Regions from separate parts of the Zea mays genome. Here region 1 is linked to region 2. A link is a contact called in public Hi-C data. All regions are on one chromosome and are shown on one strand. The core of a region is the stretch at or near the end of the contact, and the rest is flanking DNA. Distances in the headings are between cores, read along the strand shown.

What was found. Hi-C and Micro-C count contacts between places; a contact is called where the count stands out from the background.
Region 1: a contact with region 2 is called in a Hi-C map of ear, with 1.7 times the contacts expected there. The contact joins the promoter of LOC100272427 here to the promoter of LOC103638100 in region 2. A contact is called at or near these places in 3 of 25 Hi-C or Micro-C datasets (bundle sheath, ear and tassel) and 1 of 3 datasets of contacts at active chromatin or transcription factors (leaf).

What each region holds. Positions count from the first base shown.
Region 1 is chr9:22,830,069-22,837,100 of Zm-B73-REFERENCE-NAM-5.0, forward strand. It overlaps LOC100272427, which reads left to right and starts at 1,647. Exons shown (of 8, transcript NM_001359711.1): 1 at 1,647-1,991; 2 at 2,717-2,793; 3 at 3,082-3,137; 4 at 3,302-3,374; 5 at 3,498-3,609; 6 at 3,892-3,965; 7 at 4,293-4,367; 8 at 5,013-5,273. The coding sequence starts at 1,859. The coding sequence ends at 5,144. LOC100285316 (acid phosphatase 1) reads right to left here. Exons shown (of 3, transcript NM_001158209.2): 1 at 6,522-7,032; 2 at 6,002-6,211; 3 at 5,557-5,861. The coding sequence ends at 5,684.
Region 2 is chr9:22,684,048-22,691,754 of Zm-B73-REFERENCE-NAM-5.0, forward strand. It overlaps LOC103638100 (homeobox-leucine zipper protein HOX2), which reads right to left and starts at 3,565. Exons shown (of 2, transcript XM_008661089.3): 1 at 2,880-3,565; 2 at 1,792-2,761. The coding sequence starts at 3,290. The coding sequence ends at 2,291. LOC103639799 (U-box domain-containing protein 35) reads left to right here. Exons shown (of 9, transcript XM_020544028.3): 9 at 1-370.

The DNA of each region.
Region 1 (7,032 bases), core at 397-2,896, 140 kb after region 2:
ATGGCGTCTAAAAGACTATCCCAAACTCGATTATATCTCTGCGCCTACAACCAAATGAATAATGAGATTCAATAACACATTATAGTATTGACTGTTACTATTTAATGTTATTTACAGTAAAACATACCAGATCATGTGTCCTACATAATCGATGGCGCGGACGTAATCTACTAGTGCCATAATCAATGTTGCTCGTGTCGACGATGCATGTGCGCCTACTCCCATCAATCAGCCTAGTCCCATTTGCAGCTTCTGCGACATCTTTGCGTGTGCCGGCCCTAGCAGGTCCTGATCCGATAGGAGTGGATCTTGGAGATTTCTCCATTGTCGTAGGGAAGCAACCTACAACGAGCTGCTCAAGATTGATGGCTACAACGCTCACCTACGACGGGGGTCGAGCACCAGGGAGAGGAGCGCCAGGGAAGAGAACAGGGGCACCAGAGAGGATAGAGCGCTCGAGAGGATACCTAGGCAGGGAAGGAAGACAGGGCCGAGCACCAGGGAGAGGAGCGCCGTCGGACAAGATGAGCTCCAGCGCGCGCCGGGAAAGAAGAGCGTCACCAGCTCCAGCTCCTGCGCCGATCCGTTCTAAGAAACGGGGCAGTGAGATGGACTGCCGTAACAGCGACTGCGGATCGGCTAAATCAGACTTCGATAGCAAAAAAACGAAGTTGAAAGGATTATAATACTAAAATTCCAATTCCGGTGTTTGGGATACCTATTTTCAGAAGCTCAATCTTGGTGATACCTTGGTTCCAAAAAGCTCCAGAAAACACCAGCGTTCTGAAGACTAACCGTGCATGCTGTAAAGAATATTCAAGAAAAATCCTTATCCGTAAAAAGAAGATCGAACGGTGCAGCCAATTATCATCGTAGCGACGCTTGAGGGGAGGGGGGGAGGGGAGGAGGAAGAAGCTTCTGTCGGCCAGCGCACATCACAGCGAGGGACGAAGCACCAATGGGGCACCTAGGCCAGCGAGGCAGCGTTTGAGGCGGCGACGGGGAGAGGAGAAGGAAGCCCATGGCGGCCAGGTTGTGTCGCAATGAATGGACGAAGCACCTAGGGGAGCACCAGGGCTAGCGAGGTAGCGTTTGCGCGGCAGGGGTGGGGGTGGGGGTGGGAGGGGACGAAGCCACCCGGACGATGTGTGAGGGGCGGGGACTGGGTTTCGTCGAGCGGAATCTCGAAGCTTCTGGGAGAGACTGAAGCAAAATGGAGAGTTGACTGATCAGGTGATCCTAGTGACCATCAAAACTAGATCTAATGGTTGAGTTTTTCGTGTTGACGTGGATTCCCTTTAGAAAGCCATTTTGAACCGGCTTTGTAATATAGAAAATAATGGCATAACCCATACTTGTCGGAAAAGCAGTTTATCTGAGAAGTTGGTAAAAACAGCTTTTGCTTGTTGGTTGTTTTTAGTTTATTATGAAAAACAACTGAATTGATAAGTTACTTCAGAAGCTATCTATTTAGTACAACTTCTGTTTAAAACTGTGTAGAAGCTGAAAAAAAAGCTGTACCAGGCTATTTTGTTGTGAAACTGGAAAAACTGAATCTCTAATTCTTTAAAATGAAGCGTTCCCGTACGGGTTAATTTATCTCTTTTGTAGGCCGAGTAATATATTGGCCCAAGCTTGAATGGACACGACACCACTGACTCGTCCGGCCCAACTGAACACCGAACCTAACAGGAGGTGCCTCTTCTCTTCAGTTCTTCTCAGTTTCTTTCTTGTGAGGGAGGCCAAACGATACAGGAATACGATACGCCGCTCGCCTGAATCGAGACCACCACCGCTCCCGCTCTGCCTCACCTCGCCGACTAGAGTTTTTGCCGCCGCGGATCTCGCCGTCCCCGCCATGGATACGTCGGGCTCCTCCGCAGCCGCCGGCGACGCCCCGACCACCGGGGAGCACCGGATGGGGACCACCATTGTCGGGGTCTGCTACGAGGGTGGCGTCGTCCTCGGCGCTGATTCCAGAACCAGCACTGGTACGCCCTTCGCTTCATATCGATCTGTGTATGCCGCAGGGGATCCTGCCGTAGATTTGGCGCGGGGATGGCGTTGCGGGCCTAGGTTTTCGCTTGGATCGTTGAGAATCGAGGCGTGTCTGGCGATGTCGATGGCTGTGATGTGTCCTGCCTTTGCAGCCTTTCTACTTTGGCTGTTAGGTTCATTGATTTGTTTACACTGGCGATATCGGGCCAATTGGTCTATTTGTTTCGCTGCTACCTGCTAGTCACTTAGCTGCCACTTGCGATATTAGATGAATTTGGGTATTAGTAGTCGGCTATGCTACCCTGTTTAATTCTTAAGGTCGCTAATGGATGAGTTTTGGCCTTCATTTCTGATGAAGAAAAGATATAGAATAGTCCAACTCTGAGCTGTGCGCTGTATTTCATATGATTAAACTAAAACTAACACCCTCTGTTACAGTTATTTTTTTCTACGTTTACCATGATCATAGTTCTTATGAAAATGTAGGCTCAGCTCAGATGAGATTATGTGCTCGCTTTTGTTGAAGGATGTAAGTTTTTTATTGATTTATATCGAATTAATAGAAAACATGCCTCCTTAAGTTCGTGTAGATTCATACTCGGACTTGTCCAGAAAAAATGCTTTTGCTCCTGTTTCTGCCAAATAAATTTCATTATTAAGCTGATGTATTCTTTATTTTAAATTTGGCCAAGTGCTAACATTTCCTGCTCCAACTCAGGAATGTATGTAGCCAACCGTGCTTCAGACAAGATTACCCAATTGACAGACAATGTGTACGTTTGTCGCTCTGGATCTGTAAGTGTTGTTGTCTTCTAATGTTATTGCTCTACTATGATGTTTGGTAGAAACTTTCTTCTTACTTTGCCCTTTCACAAGTTATTAATGAACATTCCGTGTCGTTACTGAATCAGTTAAACGGTATATGAGCTAGTAGTTATTCTCATTGCTGTTTTTATGCTACCCCGTCTCATATTGTCTTTGCTAGAAAGTAATTCCTCCTTTGCATGGTGCCAGAGATGGCACATTCATTTTTGCAAGTTTCAAATTCACATGCAAAACTCTTGCTATTTTAATTTATCACAGGCTGCTGATACACAAGTCATTTCGGACTATATACGTTATTTCCTCCACCAACACACGTAAGTTTGTTCTTCATACACAACTTAACAGTATTCGATCTTTCATTTGATGAATAAATATACTGAATGATACTTAAATTCTCTTTGAACAATATGATGGTATACAATTACTTGAGATATCTGACATGCGAGGTAGTTGATGCTAAAGTTACCCTCCTATGCAGAATCCAGCTTGGACAACCAGCTACTGTTAAAGTTGCAGCTAACTTGATTAGGTTGCTAGCTTATCAGAATAAGGTATGTTCCGTAGCATTCCAGGTTCCAGCACAAACTTACTTTCCTCATTGATAAGTACCTGGTGTCGTAATTTGATGTTAAACTCTTGTTGAACTAAAAAAATTGTGTGTTATTAATATCCAGAACATGTTGCAAGCTGGCATGATTGTTGGAGGATGGGATAAGTACGAGGGAGGCCAAATTTTCTCAGTCCCTCTTGGTGGAACGATCTTGAAGCAACCATTTGCAATTGGAGGTATAATTTTGCCCATAAAGTTGCATTGTTCCTTTCTTTCAAGTAGTATTTCAATGCCACTTCCATTATCCTCTTGGCTGTAACATATCTTTTGTGCTCTGGCTAGTGATATGGTAATTAAATCACTTACTGCTTGAGTTGTACATGATATCTGAGTGATCATACTGTAAATCTCATTATGAAAAACTTCGCTTTGCTGAGAAATATGACCCTTTCTATTTTCTTAAGTGCATGCTACATCAGGTTATTGTTTCTGACAGTTATGTTGGCTCTGAATCGCAGGCTCAGGTTCCAGTTATCTTTATGCACTTCTTGATCATGAATGGAAAGAGGGAATGAGCCAGGAAGAGGCAGAGGTATGTTGCCAAGTTCTTCTTAGGGCATGTTTGGACCCCATATGCTAAACTTTACCAGGGTGCTAAAGTTTAGCACACCTTAAGGAGCTAAACTGCTATTGTGTGCTAAAGTTTAGCACTTCACCTTTAGCACATTTTAGTACTTAGAGATCCAAACAGAAGTACTAAAAGGTGCTAAAAGTGAAGTGCTAAACTTTAGACATTCTTCTAGTATTGTAGTAGTATAGTAGTATGACTGAAGGTTATTAATTGTGTAAAGCGAATAGACTATAGAGTACAAAACTTGCCTCAATTTTCCTAATATGTTTCTAATGGTCATATATACAGAAATTTGTGGTGAAGGTAGTTTCCCTTGCTATGGCCCGTGATGGTGCTAGCGGAGGGGTTGTCCGTACAGTTACAGTAAGTTCTTTATTTTTATGTAAATTTTTATGCTCAGTTCCCTTCAGAAATATTGAAACATAGCAATCACCTAAACTATTTGCGTATCGTGGATTGTCTTACGTTATGTTGGTTTTGGCACGTACACGTAGCATCATGCTTTTGATAGCTTTCAAAGTGAAACTTAATCAGCTTTACTGAAATTCGTGATGTTTGAACATTTGAATCCTTGTGCCATACATTCATCTGTCCACTAAGAAAAAATGATTGTATCAAAATGAATTAGAACGAAGGTACAAGATCAACTGGAATACTCGATCTCAATGCTGCTAGACTGCTATACCGTTTAGGTGTTTAATCTTCTGTTACTTTACTTGATTCGTTCACTTGCTTGCAGCATCCCCTTATTGAATTATATCTATTTGCTCAATTTTTATTCAATACGTTTACTCAGTTTTCATTCTATCCATTTGCTCACCTTTCATTTTCTTGAGATTTACCTAGCAAACAATTACTTTCAGTCTGGAAGAGTGCAGTGGCCTGCAAACTGTGTTTGTGTTTTGCTTATACTTGCCTCTTACTGGCGTTTCCAATATTTGTTTGTGCTCTCTGCGGCATGGACCTTTCCTTAGTTCAGAAAAACAAACTCATTTGGTTATGCCGCAGATAAATGCGGATGGCGTGAAGAGGAACTTCTACCCTGGCGACAAGCTACCCCTGTGGCACGACGAGCTGGAGCCCCAGAACTCGTTGCTTGATATTCTTGCTGCCGGGAACCCTGATCCCATGGTGCAGTGAATTTGCCCTCCACTTCCGTTGTGAACTTTTCACTGTACCTGACTTGTTCTTGATTTCAACCGAAGAAAGAATTGGAACATTTCCTGTCGAACTAATGTCGCGCCAGAGTATTTACATACTGTTGTTATCACACCTTAGTAAATTCATGGTTACTACTGCTGTCGTCGTTTTATCTGACGAGTATGCGATTTTGTCAGCCGCCTACTTATATGCGGTACTGATGCATGAGTAACCCCTCGTAGCAGCACCTTTCTGTTTTTGCTCTAGTTCTAAGAATATACGCGCTACGAGTCTACAACCCTGCACTTGTCGACTCAAGGCATATCCCTGGTGGCCTGGTCAATTATTCGCATGTTGTCGTTACCGTCGAACATTACAGGCAATGTGTACTACACGAAGTTGGAGAAAAGCATTTTGTACAGTTTAATTCCATTGCAAAATTATTTTTCATTTTCCATCATCAGCCGAGGGCCTGGTAGAATGTGCATCCAGTAAACGCAGAGCACCTTTCACCCGCCCTGTTCTCCAGTTTCTTTCTGTCACGGGATATAGTACATTGGGTTAGGGAGCTTGAAAGAGCGAGCGCTCATGGAAGATCCCAGCAGGTCGCTCCATTGGTCGCCGGAGTTGCCTAGGATCCTGTAACCCTCCTGTTCCATTTCGTCCCTCTTCTCTGATTTGTAGACTGTCGCTGTTTTCTCGCGGTCACCTGCTGCCCTGTGGTACCGGGAAAGAGTGAGAGAGGCACGCACATCTCAGGGTTCCACAAGATCCTCATTTTTTTTATCAAACCAATTAATTATCCTGAAGAAGTACAAGGCAATGCAGCACACAAGATCGAGGTGTATACGGTATACCTGAGTATGAGCTTCTCCCAGTCATGGAACCCCTGCTTGTTGAGGTTCTCCACCGTGACTCCTCGGTGCGCCTCGCTTCTGCCCGTGAGCAGGAAGGTCTTGAATCCCAGCCCGCGGACCTCGTTGTAGAGCTTCAAGCTGGAAGGGATGGCGGCCGCCTCGCCCCTTTCCACCCACTCGTCGAACTTGTGGTGGTCGAACAACTCGGCCCTGCGGGATTATTTAAATTTGAAATCAAGTGAGACCACCTTCAAATTCCCATGGAGGAGCGGGGTTTTTTTTTTGTGTGTGGTTGCCGAGACATTGGTAATTTTGCTGATTTATGGGTTTCCCCGGAATATCATTGGACCTACAAATTATAAACACAGCTGGTGCCACTAATTATAGACACGAGAAGATATAATAACAGACAACTAAAACTGAGAGTGACAAAATCGCAAATTTGGAGAGCAGCGTGGTTGTGTGGACGTGGGGACGCGAGAGCGACGGACACGGACGGGCGGAGGGGCAGCTCACTCACCCGTAGCCGTGCTCGGCGTAGTATGGGAGATTGGAGAGCAGCGTCTCGTCGACGTCGAACACCCAGGCGTCGCGTCCGTCGGCGGCGCCGGCCGGCGCGGCGGCGCGCGCGTAGGCGGCCGACTCCCGCGCCACGAGGTCGAGGTCGGAGCGGTAGGCGGAGCCGGTGACGTAGTCCCGCACGTGCGGCGCGCATTCGGGCGGCACCGCCGCCCACGGCGCGAGGTTGTTGGCCTCGGCCGCGAGCCGCCAGCTGGCGCAGCGCACGTCGACCGTTACCACGGCGTCGGCGTCGGCGTCGGCGTCGAGCTCGGCCCCGGCCCGCGCCGACGGGAGCTCGATGACGAGCGGGCGCGGCAGGAGGTGCTGCTGCGCGTCCGGCGCTGCCTCGGACGTGCCCCGCGCGAGGTCCGCCTCTGACTCGGCGAGTGAAGGTCCGGCGGCGAGGGGCGTGGCGAGCAGGAGGAAGAGGATGAGCGTGGCGAGCAGGCGGGCGAGGCCGCCGCGCGCCA
Region 2 (7,707 bases), core at 2,315-4,814:
GTGATTCGTTCAGCCCTCGGGATTGCATGCTTCTTGATGCCGCAGCGATGACCGATTTGTCTTGCACAACGAAGCTGCCAGGGTTTTTTTTTTATTTTGTTCTAAGAAATGTATGCGAGTAGTATTCAGATAGGGTTTTAGAGGTTGTGCAGCAGCTCAAGCAAAAATGTAAAAAAAAAAACGTCATCTGATAGCATTACCTCGCTGTCTCAGCGAAGCCATTCCTTCTCCTCTCTCTCGTATGCAAACAATGCATTTGCATAAGCCTGTAGTCAATGTCAATTGTTATGATCTAGCATCTGATTCCGAGACGAAATGAACTGTGCATATTAGAACAGTGCCCTAAATATATGTAGTATCTTACATTGTAGGGCATATTTTTCAGAAAATAGATCCAACAATTGTCCTATTTTATATTTTTCGTCAAATTAAATAGGGCGATATTTCCTCTGTCCTAGATATATTGCACCTCTCGGTCTGCCCTATCTCATCAACTATATTTTGGTATAGGGCTTCACTGTTGGGGCTTAATTTGTTTTGTGTGTCCCAAATACTTTAAATCAAGCCTCTTTTTAATTTTTAAGGCACACTCTTGGAGATGCTCTTACTGGTGCTGTTTTAAGCGGTTCTTTTCGTTCTCTCTGTAACGGAAGTGCTGTGATGTGTTTATTTAGACTGTCCATCTTTAGTCTTTAGCAATGGTACCGGTTCCTGAGAAGGAGCACAGCAGAAAAATGTGAAAGCAAACCGTCAATCAGCTAGGATCGAGTAGATATTGACAGTGTTTCTGGGGGGAGCAGGTGAGCCTTTGATGACAGTACGTGCTAGTTCCCATACGTACGCGCTGTGTTAAAGCAACGGGTGAGTGGTTAAAGTAAACAGCTTTCTCAGAAGACAGTAAAAGTAAACAAAGCATGGGCATGGTTTAAAGGCAGAAAGAACATGAAAACTGCTAGGGTTGGTCACTTGATCCAGTTCTAAAGGCACAAGGGACATCAACATCTTGATCACTTCATCTGGAACGCGGGAGCTTAAGCCAAACTACTACTACTCAGTTCAAGAGAGGATCTTTCGGGCAAACTGTTCCTAAGCACTCTCGCCGTCCTGCCCTGAACACAGTAGTAGCCGTGTTAGGTTAGATCAGGTCAGGTCAGGTCAGCCCTTTCTCCTGCGCTGATTGGCAACACAAGCTGTCAAGCTGTTCATGCGAGGACTGGAAAGCTGGGAAGCAAGCAAGCTTTCGATTAAATCTGATCCCTGCAGATCGCGTAAAGATACAACTGTCGGCTCGGCTGAAAAGAACTCGCGCCGGGCCCAAACCCCCAATGCAATCAGGCAGGATTTCATAGTCTAATCGTACTGGCCACTCCTAAAGCTCTGACGACCGTGACTTTAGGTCTTTAACCCGCTGTCACTGCTCTTCAGATTTGCTTTCGATTAAAGAACATGAGCAAAAAGCTCACCTTGCGCATGTTTATTTTATTTATATATCAGCAGTACGTCTCAGTCTCAGTCTCCCTCTCCCCCCTTGTTCATGATGAATCGTTCGTGCGCATCGCCGTCAAATAATCTCAGTATCTCGGCTGTCACTGTCTGTAATAAAGGTTCTGTCGAGACTGATGAAGAAGAGCAGCTGAGCAAGCAAGGCTGGTTGCATCGCATTGGTCTTGGTCAGGTGCAAATCACACGGCAGCGGGAAGGAGAAATCATTGGTCCGATCGGATCCACAGACATGGATGGATGGATGGCCGCAGATAATGATAGCGCTGTCGGGCGACCGAGAAATAATACTGCTGCTTGTAGTAGAGATTTCATTCCCATTAACTTTCTTCACCAATCAATTAGTAGTAGTACAAACAATCACTCACGCTGTTATTTCTCACCAACCCAGCAGCAGCAGAGGTTAGGTGCGAGCTGGTTTTACATGACACTAACACGGCGTCCATCAGGGAAAAAAAAAGCAGACAGCCATCTTTTGGTTTGTTTGTTTGTTTGTTGCTCGTTCGTCGTTTTCAGAAACCCACCCAACTGATGAATGAATTCATCGAAGAAGGAAAGAACAGAAGAAAAAAAAAACAAATCTCCTCTCGTCTCCTGATTGATTAATTGTAATTAATTAATTGATTAATTACCCCAACCGCCAGTCCACCACCTGCGAGATCCTCTCCTAATCGTCGTCAATCACCATCTTCTTCGATCTAACCTTTTTTCCACTTGCCATGGCAAGATCGACCGAGCAGCGAGCAATGCATGGATCGGTCGACGGACATGGACGTGTGTCACGGCGGCATCAGAAGAGTTCTCTGGTGACGAGCGGCGGCGCGGCGGTGTTCCACGTGCCCTGGCTCGTCCGGTCAACGGCGGCGGCCGGGAAGAACTGGCAGTGGCTGGGCCTGGGCACGACGCTGCCGCCACCGGCGGCGACGGTAGGCTTGGGGTGGCATTGCGGCGGGGGCGGCTGGTGGTGGTGGCTAGCGGCGGCCGCGACGCGGCGGCAGGACGGGCACATTGTGAGGGTGGCGGCGGCCGAGGCGGGCTGCGCGGCGGCCGACGACGGCGGCGCGGCCTTGAGCGCCCTGAGGTCGGCCAGCTCCTTCTCGAGGCGCTTGTTCTCGTCGGCGAGGCGGTCGCACCAGCGCTTGAGGTACTCGCAGTCCACCTCCGTCTGCTTCAGCTTGGTCCGCGCGCGGCGGTTCTGGAACCACACCTCCACCTGCCGCGGCCGGAGGCCCAGGCGGTTGGCCAGCTGCACCTTCTGCTTCTGCAACACCCGAGACCACACGACAAAAAAATTATCAGACACACCGCCGGGACAAGATCGCATCGAACCTGCCGCGACCGACGGCGAGGAGGAAAGGGTGGGAGGGATGCTAGCTTACGGGGTTGAGCGTGCTGTGCGTCTTGAAGCACTCCTCGAGGACGGCGGCCTGGTCCTTGGAGAGCCTGAGCTTCTTGCGCCCGCCGGCGCCGCCGTCCGCGCCGTCCTCCTCGTCGCTGCGGACGCCTCCGGAGCCGGTGCGCTCGAGCTCCCCCTCCCTCTCCCTCTTGGCGGTGGTGGTGTCGCCGCTGTCGGGCGACGTGGACGCGCGCATCGTCATCGCGGCGCCGGCGTGGTGCTGCGCGTACGCGTCACCCCGCGCCCTGGCGACGTCGGCCACGACGGAGCTCAGCGCGGCTGCCCAGGGGGAGGAGCCGGCGGTGGTGGTGGAGGAGGAGAGGCTGCCCTGGGAGGTGAGGGTGAGGCCCAGGCTGAGGCCGAGGTCGAGGCTAGCGCTGGCCTGGGGCATCATCCTGAGACGACTGTGAGGGTGAGGCGAGGGCTCGGCAACGGTGGTGGTGGTGGCGGTGGCGGCGACGGCGGAGGGGGCAAGGGAAGTGGTGGTGTTATAAATAGGCGGGGTGGCGGGGGATTGGAGCCAGCCAGCTGCTTCCTTGCGCTAGCAGCTGGGCGGGGACGGACGAGGGTGGCTGTGCAAATCATGAGCTGTGCGGTGCGGGTGAAGTGGATCTCCGCTCCTGTGCACCGCAATTATTAATGGAAGGGAAGGGACGAAGGGACTGCCTCGTGGGGCGCTCATCATCGCGGCCATGAGCGATCTACTCCTGCCTTTTTGACCCTCTCCCCTCGGCTCTCGGCTCCAATCCATCGGCTCAGCCGGTCTCATGCGTGCATGTCTCGGGCTTTGTCGCGGGGAGTTTGGTTTGGATTGGCTCGATTGTTCGTGTGGGTAGGAATAGGCAATTAGGTAGGCATAGGACATCATACGGTAGGCTCAATCTAAAAAACTTGGTGCGTGCGTGCGTTCGGCTATTGGTCGGCCAATCTTACGTTTTGATTAATTCGATGACGACTCTTGCGGAAAACGGATGATTGATCTAAAAAGTAGTATTGGGAATTAGGCCATGTATGCGGTGTCTATCATGCTTCGGATCAAATAGGTTCTGACCGAAAAGGCCTAAGGGCATGTACAACCTAGATACTGCTGCACGGTACTCCAAGTATAAGACACAACTAAAACACAACATAATACAGTGGTCATGTCTAAAACATGTTTCTTACAATATTCATTGTACCAATCAGAGCATTTAATAAATTAAAGTGACCAATCAGCTAGTCTCTTGTCTCAAACATAGAACCAAGATATTGTGTCTTCGTCAAGATACATGTCTTAAGTTTTTTTACATTCACCCCTCTAGACACACTCTAAGACACAACTTAAGATACCCATTGCACATGCCCTAAAAACTTTTGATCGTGTCGTGTCATTCTAAAATATAAAAACAGTGGTTTAGCCTAACTCTAAAGCACACCAAACTTTTATCGGGTCGTACCGGCCTAAGTCTGCTCCACATATTTGAACCACAAAAGTTCCAAACAGTATAACCACATAAATCTATATCTTACCAAATTAAAGAAAATTAAACATTGTGTGCTTCATTGTGTCAAGCCGGCCTAAGCTTGCGCCATGTTGAGGGTACGATAGACCAAAAATTAAGGCCCGGTCAGCCGTGCCTTCAGGTCATGCTAGCTCAACCCATAGACTTTGGGTTGGGCCATGCTTTGGGCTCCTGATTTTGGGTCGTGCTCGTGCTGGACAAAAAGCACGACCCATGTTGCTAGCACGGCTTACACATCAAATGCATACAAATTAGATTGTTTTTACTATTGTCTACAGGTGAATATAGTTTAATAATCCATCGAGCTAGTATGCCATATAACACATACACCTTAGTTTAATTTCTTTATATAGTATTGCTAGAATATAATAAAAAACTTGGAAAACCCAAACGAAAGACTTGACTCTAAGACCATTCTGCCCACCATCAAATAACATAGTGTAAGCAACAACGAGCTCCACCCTCCCACATACATCACACACACCACTCTCGGTCCTCAATTCCTTTCACTCTCAATATACCCTCATCTCTTGATTTCCTCCAATTTGTCTCATGGAAATATCCAATTCCATCACAATCCACTCCATCTAGATCCAACTCCCATGCCTCCATGATTGCTACATGGGAATAATAATACCGGGAGGGTTGTTTCTCCCTCCCCAGTCTGTTTTTTACACTTACACTAGTGTTGGGAATAGGGTTCGGTTGGGCCTATCGTGTTTTGGGCCAAATAGGCTCGGGCCGAGAAGGCCTAAAAAACTTTTAGGCGGGTCAACCCAAAAGGTAGAAACAGTGGCCCACATCTCTAAAGAACGCCAAACTTTCATAGGTTGTGCCAGCCTAAGCATGGCCCACATATTTGAACCACAAAAGGTCCTGACATTACAACCACATAAAGTATGCAGCTTACTAAATTAAAGAAAACTAAACACTACATGCTTCATTGGGTCAGGTCGGCCTAAGCCCGTGCCATGACAAGGGCACGGCGTGCCGAAAATTAAGGCTCACTCCAACCCTGCCTTCGGGTCATACTAGCTTGACTAGAGATGCAATGGGTAAATACCCACCGAGTATTACTATCCTATACCCATACCCACGACAAAAAAAATAGCCCCGTCGGATCACTCATATCCACAGTGGGTATGAATTTACCTCCATACTCATACACATGTGGGTATGGCTCACCCGTCGGGTCAACCGTACCCACAAAGATTAAACATTTATATTATACAAATGTCAAGTATATCCATCTAAATACCATTACAAAACTTGGTGCGTGCATAGGAATAGGCAATTAGGTAGGCATAGGACATCATACGGTAGGCTCAATCTAAAAAACTTGGTGCGTGCGTGCGTGCGTTCGGCTGTTGGTCGGCCAATCTGAAGTTTTGATTAATTCGACGACGACTCTCGCGGAAAACGGATGATTGGTCTAAAAAGTAGTACTGGGAATTAGGCCAGGTCAGGTCTATCGTGCTTCGGATCATAGTTTCGGACCGAGAAGGCCTAAAAAATATTTGAACCATTCAAAAATATAAAAACGGTGACTCGATCTGACTCGAAAGTACGCCGAACCTTCATCGACTCGTGTCAGCCTAAGTCTTGCCCACATATTTGAACCATAAGAGGTCCAAACATTATAACCATATAAAGTTCATATCTTACCAAATTAAAGAAAGATGGAAAGTGCATCTTCTCACTGCCACCACCGTCGGTATGGTAGCCTCTTCTACACTTCGTGCCCTTTGTAGACCTAATAGAAAAAACACTTAACTTGGAGGTTATTTCGATATAGCCTTCCGAAAAAGAAGATGCACCTTGTTGGTATGAGTACTCTATTCTATTAAGCCTTGGCCAGGATATCACCATCCATTAGGGACAAGATATCACACATGCAAACAACAATGACTTATTGTCCCTTTATATATATTTGCTTCGTGTTGTTGCTCTACTAGCCAATAACTAGTTAGCCATCAATATTATTTGTGTTTGTATTAAATTACGAGTTTCCGCTTAATATTCCCATCCTCGTTCGTTTTCGCACAACCGTTTATCCCGCTCCCGTTTTCGTCCCGGCTATTCTGGACCGGACTCGTTTCCGGTGGTAAATTGTGTGAACGTAAATGAGCAATGGTTTTTTTCGTCTGTTTTCATCACTAGAGTGGCTTACTGAAAATGAAGGTGATATATATATACTAGTTTGTTGTCCGTGCGTTGCGACGACTCACAACAATACCCACGTAAACTATCCAGCAAAAAACCTCAAGATTTTTTAATGATTGTCTCCGCTCTCCGCATAATATTTTTTTATTAGACTAAACTGATGTTATGGTTTACTCCATCCAATATGTCTTGGTACAACAGGACCAATAAAGGGAGCGATTAGAAGAGAGTTCACAATGACTGACTGAACGATAGAGATTATAGAATAACATAATTCTACCATACAGAGACCAAATAAGAGGAAGTTTGTGAGCTCATGTTTCTAAAATAAGTCACATGAACTCAAACTTACAAAAAAGATAAATCAAAATATGGAGTGATTGCTAAAGTGAGTCATCAATAAAAACTGGATGCACTCCATACAAATTATGGTACTCCATAGCAATTACTAATGTTTGAAACCAACAACTAACCTTTCCTTTTACTGTTAGCGTGACAAATCATTGCTGCTCCATCCAATTCAGCAACCTCAAACACCATGGAGTCCATTGCGCCAATGTGGTCTCAGAAACGACCTTATGCATGTAAGAGCCAAGAACATAAAGGACGTGCACCCCGTGATAGTGCTCGCATGGACCTCTAAATCTTAACACATATTTTGCAGGATCCATGAGTCATCATTAGAAGAACACAAACCACGTGTAGACAATAAATAAAGTATTAACATACCCAAATTATGTTCAATCCTTAGCACAACAAAAAACTAACACACAAAACAACAGAGGAACAACACAATAATTTTTGCAATGACTAAAGAATGTGTGATATGTACATAGAAGTGGTAGAAGCATACTAAGTCGACACCATGGTAAGGGAAATGCCATATAGACAGACGATGACGAGCCATCGAACGGGTACCATAGTGAAAGGGAAATGTGCCCTTGGGCCATTTCTATAAGATTTTGGTGATTAAGTGCCCAACACACATTAAGGAAATGAGTATATACCAAAGGGTGGACAAAGTGCAAATCAATACAAAAGTATGATTCTAGACTTAGTACATTGGTTTTTGCGTGCTAACATATTTGTCTAAGTGCTAGAATCAGAGAAAAGACAATTGGAAAAGACTTGGCTCGAGCAGCCAAG